Regions from separate parts of the Rattus norvegicus genome. Here region 2 is linked to region 1. The links are chromatin contacts, called in public Hi-C maps. All regions are on one chromosome and are shown on one strand. Each heading gives the region's core, a stretch centred on a gene start, on an enhancer-like site or on the middle of the called end of the contact. The rest is flanking DNA. Distances are from core to core; before and after follow the strand shown.

Region 1 (6,774 bases), core at 2,356-4,855:
GCAGGCAGGCAGGCAGGTAGGTAGGTAGAGTAGATGGAGTAGAAGTGTAGGCCTGTAAGATGCTCACGGAGGAAAGGCTTATACTGCCATCATGACAACCTGAGTTCAGTCCTGGGACTCACGTGGTAGAAAAAGAGAATTAACCTCTGTAGATGGTCTTCTGACCTCTACATGGACAGTGTGGCACACACATGCCCACATGCATACACATAATACATAAATCTATGTAATAACTTTTAATCTAATGCAGAGCTGGAAAGACAGTTCAGCAGTTAAGAGGACCTGTGGATTTTACAGAGAACTGGGGTTTGGTTCCTAGCACTCAAATGGCTGCTGACAAGCATCTGCGACTCTAGTTCCAGAAGATCTGACGCCCTCTTCTGACGTCCAAGGGCGTGCATGTGCATGGCACCTAGACATACACATAGCCAAAACCACCCACACACATAAAATTTTAAAAATCCTTTTAGAATATTTTTTATAAATTTAAATGCTATGTAAAAACTTTTGTGGGAATAAGTGAGGTGTCAGGCGGTGACTCTCTTTGTGGCCTAACGAAGCTCTTTCTTTCCTGTGCTCCACACCCACCAGTGGTTCAGAGCTCCAGCCCAGGCGGCCGCATTGGTGGTGGCGGGGGTGAAGAGGAAGATAGTCAGCAGGAATCTGAAACTCCAGATCCAAGTGGAGGTTTCCGAGGAACAATGGAAGCAGACCGTGGAATGGAAGGTTTAATCAGCCCCACAGAGGCTGTGGGAAACAGTTGTGGGGCTAGCAGCTCCTGTCCTGGCTGGCTTCGGAAGGTAATTCCCTTGGAACAGATACTTCAGCTAAGCCTGTAGCAGGAGCCAGTAAGGACTGCCAAGGTCTCACTTTCTTGTGCCCTACTAATTTAGACAGGAGTCAAGGCTTCACCGTCCCACCTGCGAAGAAGATGTCTATATTTTATTTTAAAACTAGGTCTCAGTTTGTATCCCTGGCTGGCTTAGAACTCACAGACTCCCACTTGTCTCTGTTTCCCAAGTGCTGGGACTAAAGGCACAGGCCATCAGTGGCCTAGCTCTGTCATGCCTGCATATTAAAGTAAAGTAAATGCATATAACATCTTTTTGTTTTTATAACCTATTGTGAAAGGTTTTTTTCATTTTTTATTAGTTCTTTGAAAATTTTGTGCATTTCTATTTTCATCGTATTTAATTCCTCCCTCCAACTCTTTTATATCCATTCCCCTCCCAAAGAACCCAGCTTTATCTGCCCCCTTCTTTTTTTTAGGCCCTTTGAGTAGTTTGTGCTGCCCATATCTCTTGGATATATGTCCTTCCACTGGAGTATAGTTAACCTACTAGGAGCCCACCTTTCAGAAGACTGATTCTTCCTCTCCTAACAACTAGCAGTTGCCAATTAAGTCCTTAGCTAGGAGTGGGATTTTATTCCCACTTCCACTCTTCATCTGGGGCTGGGATTTGCTTGGGCTTGAGTTTGCCCAGGTCTTAGGCATGCCATCACAATTGCTGTGAACTTAATATGCAACTGGCCTTCCGTGTCTAGGGAACGCCTGTTCATTCTCAGAGTCCTCTAGAGCCTCTGGCTCCTATAGTCCTGCCTCCTCTTCCACAGTGATCCCCGAGCCTTGGGATGACAGGATATGATTCTCAGATCCTCTTTAGAGCTATGAACTCTTCGGTCTCATTGTCTGCTCCATTACCAGTTGTGCAGGTCTCTGTGAATCACTAAACACTGCCAAAAGCAGCTTCTCTGAGGAAGGTTAAAAGACATGGCCATCTGTGAGCACAGCAGTAGGTCATGAGGGGCCAGTTTAATACTGTGCCCATTTAACAGAGTAATAGTGGTAGGTGCTCCCCTAGGGCCTATGACCTGTCGTGCTGTGTTTGTGGCCCCAGTAACAATGCCAGATAAGGGACTCAACTGTGAAGCAGACCTTAAATTCAGTCGGACAGTGGTTACTCGCTCCAGTAATACCCACACCTCTGTGCAGCAGTCAGCATGTCTTGCCAGGCTGTTGTTCTAGTTTGAAGGACTCGCACACCCACATGATTACATTTTCTCTCTGGTGGTGGTATCTGTAGTGGTGACTTTCAGTGGTGTGAACACTTGCCAGTTGTGAAAAGACTTCAAAAAGAGTATCAGCTTGCTTTCTCTGTTTTATAACTCAACTGTGTGATGTCTTCAGCAATAGGGTTTGTTTTGCTTTGTTTTAAATACAAGGTCTTACTTGTACCCCTGGCTGTCCTAGGACTCACTATGTAGGTCAGGCTGGCACTGAACTCACAGAGCTTCCTGCCTCTGTCTCTAGTGAGTGTAGGGTTTTACTATCACGTTCTAGAGGATAACAAGAATACTGGCCACAGCCTGCACTGCTTGGGGTCTGTGGGCCCTCACTTGCCAACTCCTAAAGAGGTAGCGCATTCCTGGCACTGAGCCTTTGGGTAGCCTGTGGTTTGGAGTAGGCATCACTACAGGGAGGGGAGCACTGCACAGACAGCTTTAAAGTGCTAAGGAATGAACTGCTGTGGACACTTCCTAAGGATAAAATACAGAAAGAGTTTAAACGGAGTTGAAGGCATGTTTTTGCAGTGTACTTGTGCTAAGATCCAGCTCACTGCTGACCTTTCACTTCATAGAACTAAAATTTTGAGCAGGTGAAATGCCTTACAATAGAAATATAGTATATTGAAGGTAAGGTACAAAAAGTTTAAAAAGTAAACTATTTTATATGAAAAGATTGAGTTTCTGTCAGCAAGACCTTATTTTTTCAGACAATACATTGCATAGAAGAATGTGGAAGACTACACTAGGTGCCACTATAATAGTGGTTATTTCTCGGAGTGATGAAATTGCCAGATTTGATTGGTGCCTTTAACCCACCTCTTGGTATATTCTTCTTGACCCAGTCACTAGCATGTGTGCATGGCCAACAACATTTGCAGTTATGGATCCCCTGCTGGCTGGCCTGGAGCTCACTGTGTACGTCAGTCTGGCTCCAGACTCAAAGCCTCTGCCTCCTAAGTACTGTGATTAAAGGCTCGTGTCTCTACACATGGTGGAATTTTTAATTTTTTACAAAAAAGGGGTGGTAGTGGTCTACATATTGAAAGCTCTTCATCCGTTAGGACTTAACTGAGGATGGAGAACAGAGGAAGCAGCACACCTCCAGCCTCAGCCTCTAGCAGCCTGGCAGGGGGCCTCAGTGCCTTGCCTTCAGGCCTCCTCACCAGCAGATAGTGTGTGTAGAATTGTGTTGGGAAAATAAACCAGATAGCAACTGTTGTTGAACTTGAGTTTGCATCACTGAAGGGACAGCAGTTTGGTTCCAGGTTAGGCAATATATGTGGTCCACCACCATTCTGTCCCACTAGAGGGTGCTGCTGTCACAGCAGAGTGAAAGTGAAAGCTGCAGGGAACGTGGGAGAAAGGAACTTGCTGCAGCAAACTGTTGAAATTCTTTCTTGTATGCCTAGGAGCTGGAAAATGCTGAGTTCATCCCCATGCCTGACAGCCCAACTCCCCTAAGTGCAGCATTTTCACAATCTGAGAAGGACACTCTACCCTATGAAGAGCTGCAAGGACTCAAAGTCGCATCTGAAGTCCCTCCGGAACACCAGCCTGCAGTAGGAGCCTGGGTAACTGAGCTAATTCTGTAACCTCAGCTTGGTAGGCAGTGGGCTATGAGTTCTTAGGTCTCCGGGCTTCATCGCGTCCTCTTGCTTTCTGGCCTCGTGCTACACTGTCTCTTGGTAGTTCTAAGAGCCACTCTACCTTACGGCACCAGAGGATCATTTCTTCCTCTCTTCCTCAGGAGTACCAAACTGAACCATAATTTCCAAATGGTCTTTTTGTTGTGTTGTGATGGTTTGTTTCTGTAGCTCAGCCAAGGATGAAGGGTGACCTTTAACTTCCCTGTTTCTCCTGCCTCCATCTCCCCAAAAGTGATATAAGCATGTGCCATATTTCCAGTTATGCAGTGTGGGGTCCAACCCAGAGATCTGTACATGCTAAGAAGGTTTCACAGATAGCCACGTTCCCAGCATCCAGACTCAGTTTGGATGGCACCATGAGTTGTTGAGCTGTGTGTAAGGAGTAATGCCTGGAGTCTACTGAAAGAACAGCACATCTACAGCCAACCTTGGTAGAAATGAAACCATAAATCAGTAACTAAAGCAGAGAACATCACATTTCTAGAGAAGCCACAACATTATTACGTGACTTTGGGTTACACAAATCCTTTGCCACTACAACTCTGATCCCATAGCACAAAAGCAGTCACAGATACAGATTATCTCTTATCCAAATGATTGGGACCCAGAAGTCTTAAATCTCATGTTTTGGTGGATTTTGGGATATCTGCATATACATAATGATATGTAAACATAGCTTGTAGGCCATCTTGTGATTGGAGGTTGTTTTGTGTCATATTTTAATAGACCTGTTCTGAACTCAGGCCATCTCATGAGCCTGGGTGTGATGTTTTCCACTCATGGTATCACTTCAGTGTTCAAACAGGTTTGGTTTTAAGAGCATTTAGGATTTTCAAGTTAGGGATGTTCAACCCGTGATACATAATGGATGAGTGGGCCTATGTTTCAATAAAGTTTTATTTACAAAGTAGGCCAGCATTGACCTGTCGGCTGTTTTTTGCTGGCCTGCTTTTATTCTATTTTTATTTTATTCTACTTTGGTTTTAAGAGGCAGGGTTTCTCTGTGTGGCTCTGGCTGCCCTGGAATTCACTTTGTACACCAGGCTGGCCTCAAACTCACAAGAAATCCAACTGCCTCTGCCTCTCCACACCTGGCTCTGACCTGCTCTTTTTAAAAAGTATATACAGGAGAAAAATCCCAACTAGAATAACTGAAAGCCTTCCCAGGAGAGCGGTAACCAAGCCTTTAAAACTTGAGAGTGAGCATTTCCCTGTCTGTGTTAGCCTTCCTAAATTGTCTTGTCGGTTTTCTTCACAAACTCTTCTGGACTCTCAGACACAGTGTGACCATCTACGTTTTATGAACCTCACTGTGATCAGAACTTCTTCACCTCAGCACTAAAGTGGAACATTCAAAAATCCTCCCAAATAGGGGATCGTGCAGCCTGATGGGTCTGAGGCACGGGGCCTGTCCTGTGAGCCCGAGGCACGGGGGCCCCTTGTCCTGTCAGTACCGAGTGCACTGGAATCCAGGCATGCTTTTGCTTCATTTGCACCTATTTTTGTGTATTTTTGTATTACTGTGCTGGTTAACGGAAAAGCTGTCTGTACTGGGGAGCCGTGGCACATCCTCTGCATTATCTCCTTGTCCCTAGCCCCCCCGGCTGAATCCTGCAGTGCCGTGTGTTGGGAAAGCATTGACCTCTCCTGCCTGTGCATGCAGTGCTCTGCAAGTGGAGGTTGAGAGGCTGCAGGGCCTGGTGTTAAAGTGTCTGGATGAGCAGCAGAAGCTCCAGCAAGAAAACCTCCAGATTGTTACTCAGCTCCAAAAGCTCAACAAGAGACTGGAAGGAGGCCAGCAGGTGAGAGCACTCATTAGAGAGTAATTGAATTCTAAACCTGCTTTCAAAGGTCACAGAAACAAGCCATGAGGTGCGAACTAGACTTAGCCTTTTGTGATTCCCTGTCTCTCAAAGATGGGACTTGGCACTTGATTCCAGGAGCCTTGGACCCACCTAGTTCAGGTACCTGGGCTTACCATTTTTAACACCTAACTTCCATTGTTTTCTGTTACAAATCGTCTGGCTTTCCCACTTTGATTGTGAAAATGTTTAAAGGTCATAATGAGCATGGTATGCCTACCATGGAGGCTCAGTAATAACTCACGTGTTTCTCTATTTGGTAGGTATGTATACATTCTTGTATTATCTTTTGTTGGTTGGTTGTTTTGTTTTGAAACAGGGTTTTTGTGTTGCTGGCTTTCCTGGAACTTTTTGAGTAGACCAGGCTGAGCTCAAACTTGGGAGATCCACCTGCCTCTGCCTCCTGAATGCTGGGGTTAAAGATGTGCCCACCACTGCCCCAGTCCATTCTTAATCTTAACCATTTCATTTGTATGTGTGCAACAGTGGAGATTGAGCCCAATGTCTTACACTGGTAGGCAAATGCTTGATGCTGAGCTACATCCCTAGCCCTTGCTGAGCCATTTTAAAGTAGATTCTAAAAAATGGTTTGAGGTTGGGCTCAGCTTAAGGCTCAGCTAAGAAAAACACTTGCCACATAAACCTGACCGTCTGAGTTCAATCCCCAGAACCAACAATGGGAGGAAAGTATCCCCTCCCAGCAGATGTCCTTCTGCCTGCACACTCAGTGGCATGAGCACACACATGCTCTTTCTGAAAACTAGAAGTTAGAATTACCGCTTTATTGGGTTCAGGTTAAGTATTTTGGGAATATTTTGCATATGCTGCTTCTTGGTATCACTTCATCTCGACTCAGCTAGAAGGGAGGGAAGAGTCATTCCTTGGCTTTGCCATTTACCCCGGATGTGAGTTCAGACTTTACTTTGTGAATACAACCTACTGTGTAATGTTGTTTTGAAGATTAGGAGAAACAATATTTGTGAAATACTTCAGAAGGTTACACTGGCAGCTGTAGCAGGCATCAGGATTGTTTTATCCAGGACTGGTGAGGTGGGTTGGTTGGTTGGTTTTTTATTTTTGTTTTTGAGACAGGATCTCTCACTTGGTATCCCTGGCTTGTCTAGAACTCACTATGTAGAGTGGCTTCCAACTCATGGAGACAACCCTCCTGCTTCTGCCTCCTGCATGCTGGAATTAAA
Region 2 (6,214 bases), core at 2,145-4,644, 35 kb before region 1:
GTCAAACAAGTAGAATTAATATCAGCAGTGTATTTAATTAGAATGTTATAAATATTATTGCCATGTCATCGAAATAAAAATGATTCATGTTTCCTATTTTAATAGAAAACCTTTGAAGTCCAGTGTGCATCTATACGTACAGTGTAAGTGTTCAGTGTTGCTTGGAGTTAGTGGCTCTAATAGCAGACAGTGGAAGTGTAGACTTTGCCCTTTAGTGACCAAATTTTTCCAGTAATTTTATGGGCCCTGGTGGTTTGCCGTTCACAAATTAGAAATTGGCAACATAGCACATTGTTCAATTGTTAAAATATGAAAATGGTCTGTTTTGACCAAAGGCCTTTAAAATAAACGTTGAGGATCTTAAGATTTATGGGCATTTACAGATTAGTTTTTGGCTAGGCATGTGACTGACACCTGCAGTCCTAGCACTTGGGTGGCTGAAGCAGGAAGTGTGTTGTGAATTTGAGGCTAAGCCTATGCTACATAGTTCCAGGCCAGCTTGGGTTGCAATGAAAGTTTTGTCTCAAAAAGTTAAGATTAGTTTTAGTTCACTCTAATGAATTTGGTGTGAACTTTCTGTATGCTCTAAGATGATGCAAAAGGACATTCCACTAATTAAACTTAAGATATACAAGCAATATAACTAAGGCAGTCAGGTTAAACATGCTAAATAGTTCTTCAATGCAAAAGGAGCAGGAAGATGAATTGTTAGACTTCAGCAAGACTTAATTTCTTAGACTGAAAGTGGATGCTTATAATTTTAAGTAATCTGATTTCCCCCATCATTTCAGGTCAAATATATAATGACTTCCTATTCTCTTTCACAGAGTAGTTTAGCTAAAATCTACTGTGCCCAGATAAATAAGAGGCAACTTTACTCTCGAAGTGCCTTCTCATCGCTGTTAACACTTTCATTTGGGTATTCCTGAGAACCATGGCCAGCAAGTTCCCCTTCTATCCACACCTTCTAAATGCCTTTTGGGAACCTTGAACTTTTAAAAGTGCTTACTTACCCAAAATTATTACTGCCTTGTTATTTCCTGTTCTTTGGAAGACTAAACTCCATGAGGGTAGGACCCATGTTTATTCTGTGTTGTAATCCAGCACCTGGCCCACGAAGAAGGTACTACCTGTGCTTGTTAAGTGAGAGAGCTCAAAATCAGAAAGATTTGTATCATCTAGGGCACTCAGAAATCAACATTAGTGAACAGGCATTCTGTCAGGAAGTGTGACATACTTGTGGGTAACAAACTGATAGTCACTCAACAACCAACAGCTCCCCACCCCTTTTTAAGTCTCTACTGTTAGGCCGCACACGTTTCTGGGTACCGATGATACATAGTAATGAGGCTGACATTCTAACGAGTAGAAATAGCAATAAAGCCGAATACATCAAAATGTGATAGATAAGTATCCTTAAAACAGCAATGGTAACAGGTTGGGAGGCCTGGCTTAGTTTGGACTGGATGTGAAAAAGAGATTTAGTTCAATGTGTGCATCATACAAGCAGACTATCATTACTAATGTAAACACTGGGTCCAGATAGACTCAGGCAACAGAAATCTCTTGTGGTCTACTGTCCAGATGCGGTGTGAAGTATCACCCCATGTTAAACGGAACACCGATGAGGTGTGGAGTATGAACTCAACCCTCACATCACACCAATCTTGTCTTCTTCCTGTGTGTGAGGTCTTCTTAGCTAACCTAGACTGAACTCCCAGAGTTCCTGCATCTACCTTACCACATTCCACCTGATCACCAAGCCTAAATGTCCCTCGGATGGATTTCTGAAATCTGAACCTCTTCACTCAGTGACTTTACCTCTTAGAACAGAAATTGCCGCCTAACTGATCATCTCGCCACCCGTCTTTGTTCTCCACTCGGCTTTCTGAGTCCTTTGTAAACAGAAATTAGGTCTTACCCTAAGGTGACCAAAGTAATAACTGGGCTGGGCACTTAAGCAAAAGGATGTTTTAGTCACTACCCTAGAGAAAGCAAGCTTAAGCAGATTTCCTCAGAAGACTGAGAGCATTGAGAGCCAGGAAAATGGCTCTGTGGGTAAAGGTTCTTGTCATGCAAATCTGACAATTTATAGTCAATCCGCAGAACCTGTGGTGGAAAGAAAGAAACTGCAAAATTATCCTCTGATCACCGCATACGTGTCTTGGAAGCACAACCCCACCCCACCCCATCTATACACACAATGATTAAAACACGCACGAAAGCTCTCTCTCTCTCTCTCTCTCTCTCTCTCTCTCTCTCTCTCTCTCTCTCTCTCTCTCTCTCTCTCTCCTGGAACATAGGGCCCTAATCACATAGTCCTTTACTTTAGTTTTCCACCGTCCACAGGAAACACCAAACTGTACAACCCACAAAGGGTACTTCCTGCTTCTACCCAACAAGCGCAACGGTGCCAGCCCCATAACCCCTTAGTTTCATCACACCCTGCCTTTTCCTAACTCTGGGACCAGACTGCAGGGTTTGATTCTCAAGCTCCTCCTAACTAGCTGTATCACGTAAAACAATCCACACCCCACCCCAACAGACACAGAAACCCTGTGTTCATAGTATTGTGAGGATTTGGGGCCATAATTTTCAAATAAAACAAAACTCTTTAGCATAGTCCCCACCTGGGCACCCCTGTGGTGGTCATAGTCCTGCAACTTTATAGACGACAAAGAAGAAGAGGAGGAGGAGGAGGAAGAGGAAGAGGAGGAGGAGGAAGAAGAAGAAGAAAAAGAAGGAGGAGGAGGGGGAAGAGGAAGAGGAAGGAGGAGGAGGAATTGTTAAAGCTCACAGTAGTTATGAGAAGAAGGGGGGGGGAATTGTTAAAGCTCACAATAGTTATGAGGTTAAGATAACATAATAAAGCAGCTGTATTTACTGTATTGCAATTCTCTTGGTGTCCATTCTCTGTTCTCAAATACCGTGTATGTCCGGCACCTGATGTTTCAGGAATGCTTTATGCCGATTCTGGAAGATGAGAAGGGAGGAGAGAATGGCATCAAGTAGGATTAAGTATTTTACAAGTTGTGAAGAGGGGACCTATGGTGGTCCTAGGAGAAAGATCCTAACCTACTGAATGAGATGTCAGAAGTTAAATGTTTTCAGCTTGCTCCATTATCTTTATGACAGTATCTCTACAAACAAGAGCCCTGCCCCACAAGTCAAGTGATTGCTAGCACAGTCACAGCTTTTGGTACTAACTTGACGCCAGGACCACCTCCAAAGTCTAACGTCGTCTGGAGAGCTGGTAAGGGAGCGGTCTGCTGTGGTCGCTCTTCGGCGTCCACGACACTCACAGGTGCCAAAGTCAGCGATGCCTTAGAGTGTACGGGACTCATTTGTAACAAGTGGGCAAGAGAAGGCGGAGGAAAAACCCCAACGAGCCGGAAATACCGAGAACTGCTTCCGGGTGAGGGGGCAGGAGCCACCATGGAAGCTCACTGGGCCGCAGTGTTGCCTAAGCCGGTGGCTTACGTCTGAGGCCAGTGAGGCGCTACGCGGCCGGCAACTGCCCGCCGTGGATACGCAGGCGGCTCACGCCGAGCTGCGGCCTCCGCCATGTCCGTGCTGGGCGAGTATGAGCGACACTGCGATTCCATCAACTCGGACTTCGGAAGCGAGTCCGGGGGTGGCGGGGACTCGGGCTCGGGGCCCAGCGCTAGCCCGGGGCCGCGAGCCGGCGGTGCGGCGGAGCAGGAGGAGCTGCACTACATCCCCATCCGCGTCCTGGGCCGCGGCGCCTTTGGGGAGGCCACGCTATACCGCCGCACCGAGGTAGCGGCCCTCAGCTCCGGACGCTTGCCGGGCCTCCCCGCTCCCTCCTTCCCGGCCTTGCTTTCTAGCACTGCTTGCTCGGAGCCCTCTATTCAGGCGTCCCCTGAGGCTTATGTCTCGGGCCCCACCGCGCTTTCGCTTCACCTACTTTAGGAAATGGGTTTGATCACTGCTATCACGGCGAACTAAGCGAGTCACTCACTGAGCGGTCTTTTGAATTTTCGTTTTCCCGTTTGTAATTGGACTTAGCGATAACTATCTTCTCCCACCCATGTCACCCCCAAAAAACCACTTTACACTTTAAAGGTTATTTTGAGATCCAAACGAAGGTGCTTTGCAGATTGAGAACAGTCTATATATAAAAGCTCACTTCCTTTCATACAGCTGTTCAGTGTCGGGATGGAGAGTTGGTGTGTGCTCCCAGATAGCCACACTGGCACTTACAACACACTCTGCTAGTTCTGTTGTTATTTCTTTTTCATAAACGATCACTGAGTTGGAGGATTTCCTTGATCACCAGAAAAATCATTGTGTCTTGTTTTTTGCTTGTGTGCTTTCTCCTTGCTTTTCATTCAGTGATTATGTAAGACAAATACTTTATTGGTGTAGTTAGTTCTGGGGAAACAGAGACCCCTTTCTTTAAGAACCCAGGGAAGCTTGTTATTTTTCCCACCTTCTTGTATAAGTTCTTTGGAAAGACCCATGGATCACTGGCTCCGAAATTAAGAATTTAATGATTTAAAATCCTGTAGTAATGATTCTCTTCCCCCAAACTAACCATAATTTGGGTTTAATCTCTACAGCTTAAAGCTCTAGCTTTAGGGTAAACATTTAATGAGAACTTGCTGAGGCTGCAGAAGGTGATTCATGCACCTGCAATTCTAGTTAGTGTCTGCTCCCAGCCAGCACTTTTTGTACTGGGGATAAGACAGGCTCTACCAATCAATGCTCAGAAGGCGTTCTACCACTGAGCCATAGCCCAAGCCCCCAGCATATATCTAAGACTGAAAGGTGGAAGGAAAGTAGTTACAAGAAAATATTTTTGTGTTCTTTTCTATTTTAGGAACCCATTAGTGGGCACTCTCATCTGTAGTAGTCTGTGTTCTTATTTGTGGCCAAAGATGAGTGTCACTACTATTTCCTAGCTTTTAAGTCAGTATATTTAAGTGGCACACTCACTCAAGGTTTGCGCACCAGTTTCCTATCTCTGTCTTATGTATCACGTTAAACTTGATTACTAGCTTTGAGTTAATTTTATCACACTTCTCAGAACTGTATGACGTTATCTCTGTCACATGGTATTTATAAGATGAACTTGCAAAGCTTTTTAGAAACAACCCTTTCTTCTAGGTTATAGTTCAGCCGAAGGCCAGTCATGTTAGTAACGGTCTCAGGTGTGGATATCCAAAGGAGAAAAAAGGACTGAGTGCTTGCCGTGTGCAGGGACTGAGAATGAGCCGTATTTACGTGTTTGGTAAAAAGTTTGAAGTTTTCAAAAGAAACTTTGAAAGGCCTTGCTGAGGTATTCTAAAGGAATGTTAACATGGGTGCTGGTAGGCTAGGAAGCAGTAGCTAAAGAATGAGAAGTATCCCAAAATGAAGTAAAGGTTAGGTCAGTCTGCATGGAAGTGACTGCAACTTACAAGGATTAGAAAAGCTGTGTGTGTGTGTGGGGGGGGTGTCTTATTCAGAAAGAGTAGATGAAAATTAAGTTTATGAAATCAGACAGGTATATAATACTTGGATTTTATAAGGACCTATTGTCAGATGGAGATGCTGCTGTGTACTTCTGTCTTCCTCAAATTCCAGCTCTGCCACAGGCCCCATTATTACTAGGGACCTCCAACATCCCTCAACAGAATCCCTGAAGTCAGGTCTTATCTAATACTAATACCTGAAACTAAGACTGTGCAAATTAAGGGCAGCAACAAAGTAGTGTTTTGATTTTTTTCTATATTTTTTTATTTTGTGTATGTGTGTGGTAGTCAGTTCTTCCACTGTGCCAATTCTGAGGTTCAAATTCAAGTTTTCAGATTTGACAGTAAGCACCTTTTACCCACTAAAGCCATTTCTACCAGCTCTCAAAATAACATTTTTAAAAAAAAAAGATTTAGTTTTATTTTTAAATTCACTGTCTATATGTGGGTATGTGCAAGTGAGTGGAGGTTCCTTCAGAGGTCAGGTGCATTGGGTCCTACCCATGCCCTCCTAGAGCTAAAGTTATAGGCATTTGTGTACTGCCCAAAGTGGACCCTGGTAATCAAACTCTGGATCTCTGCAAATGCAGTATACTCTCTTAAACACTTAACCATCTGTCCAAGCTGGAAAATACCACCTTCAAGCTTTGTTTCCCCTAGATCTTCAGCAAATTATAATAACTGTGCAGAATCTTTAAAGTCTGAGTCATTCTTCGAAGCTCACAGGTTGGGTATGG

The links. A called contact is a pair of places that touch in the nucleus more often than the background predicts.
Region 2: a Hi-C map of Schwann cells shows a contact between it and region 1, with 3 times the contacts expected there. The contact joins the promoter of Nek9 here to the enhancer-like site in region 1. A contact is called at or near these places in 2 of 12 Hi-C or Micro-C datasets (the Rat2 cell line and Schwann cells).

Annotation. Positions count from the first base shown.
Region 1 is chr6:110,677,787-110,684,560 of GRCr8, reverse strand. It overlaps Nek9 (NIMA-related kinase 9), which reads left to right. Exons shown (of 22, transcript NM_001106747.2): 19 at 592-800; 20 at 3,477-3,638; 21 at 5,309-5,515. Among named protein-coding and RNA genes, the nearest start is that of Zc2hc1c, 17 kb to the right of the region's middle. Within about 2 kb of position 3,605, at least 9 of the 93 cell types and tissues checked have an H3K27ac peak or open chromatin away from gene starts, as enhancers often do.
Region 2 is chr6:110,712,766-110,718,979 of GRCr8, reverse strand. It overlaps Nek9 (NIMA-related kinase 9), which reads left to right and starts at 3,394. Exons shown (of 22, transcript NM_001106747.2): 1 at 3,394-3,780. The coding sequence starts at 3,565. It overlaps LOC102549675 (a long non-coding RNA gene), which reads right to left and starts at 3,347. Exons shown (of 3, transcript XR_010052290.1): 1 at 3,208-3,347; 2 at 1-2,973.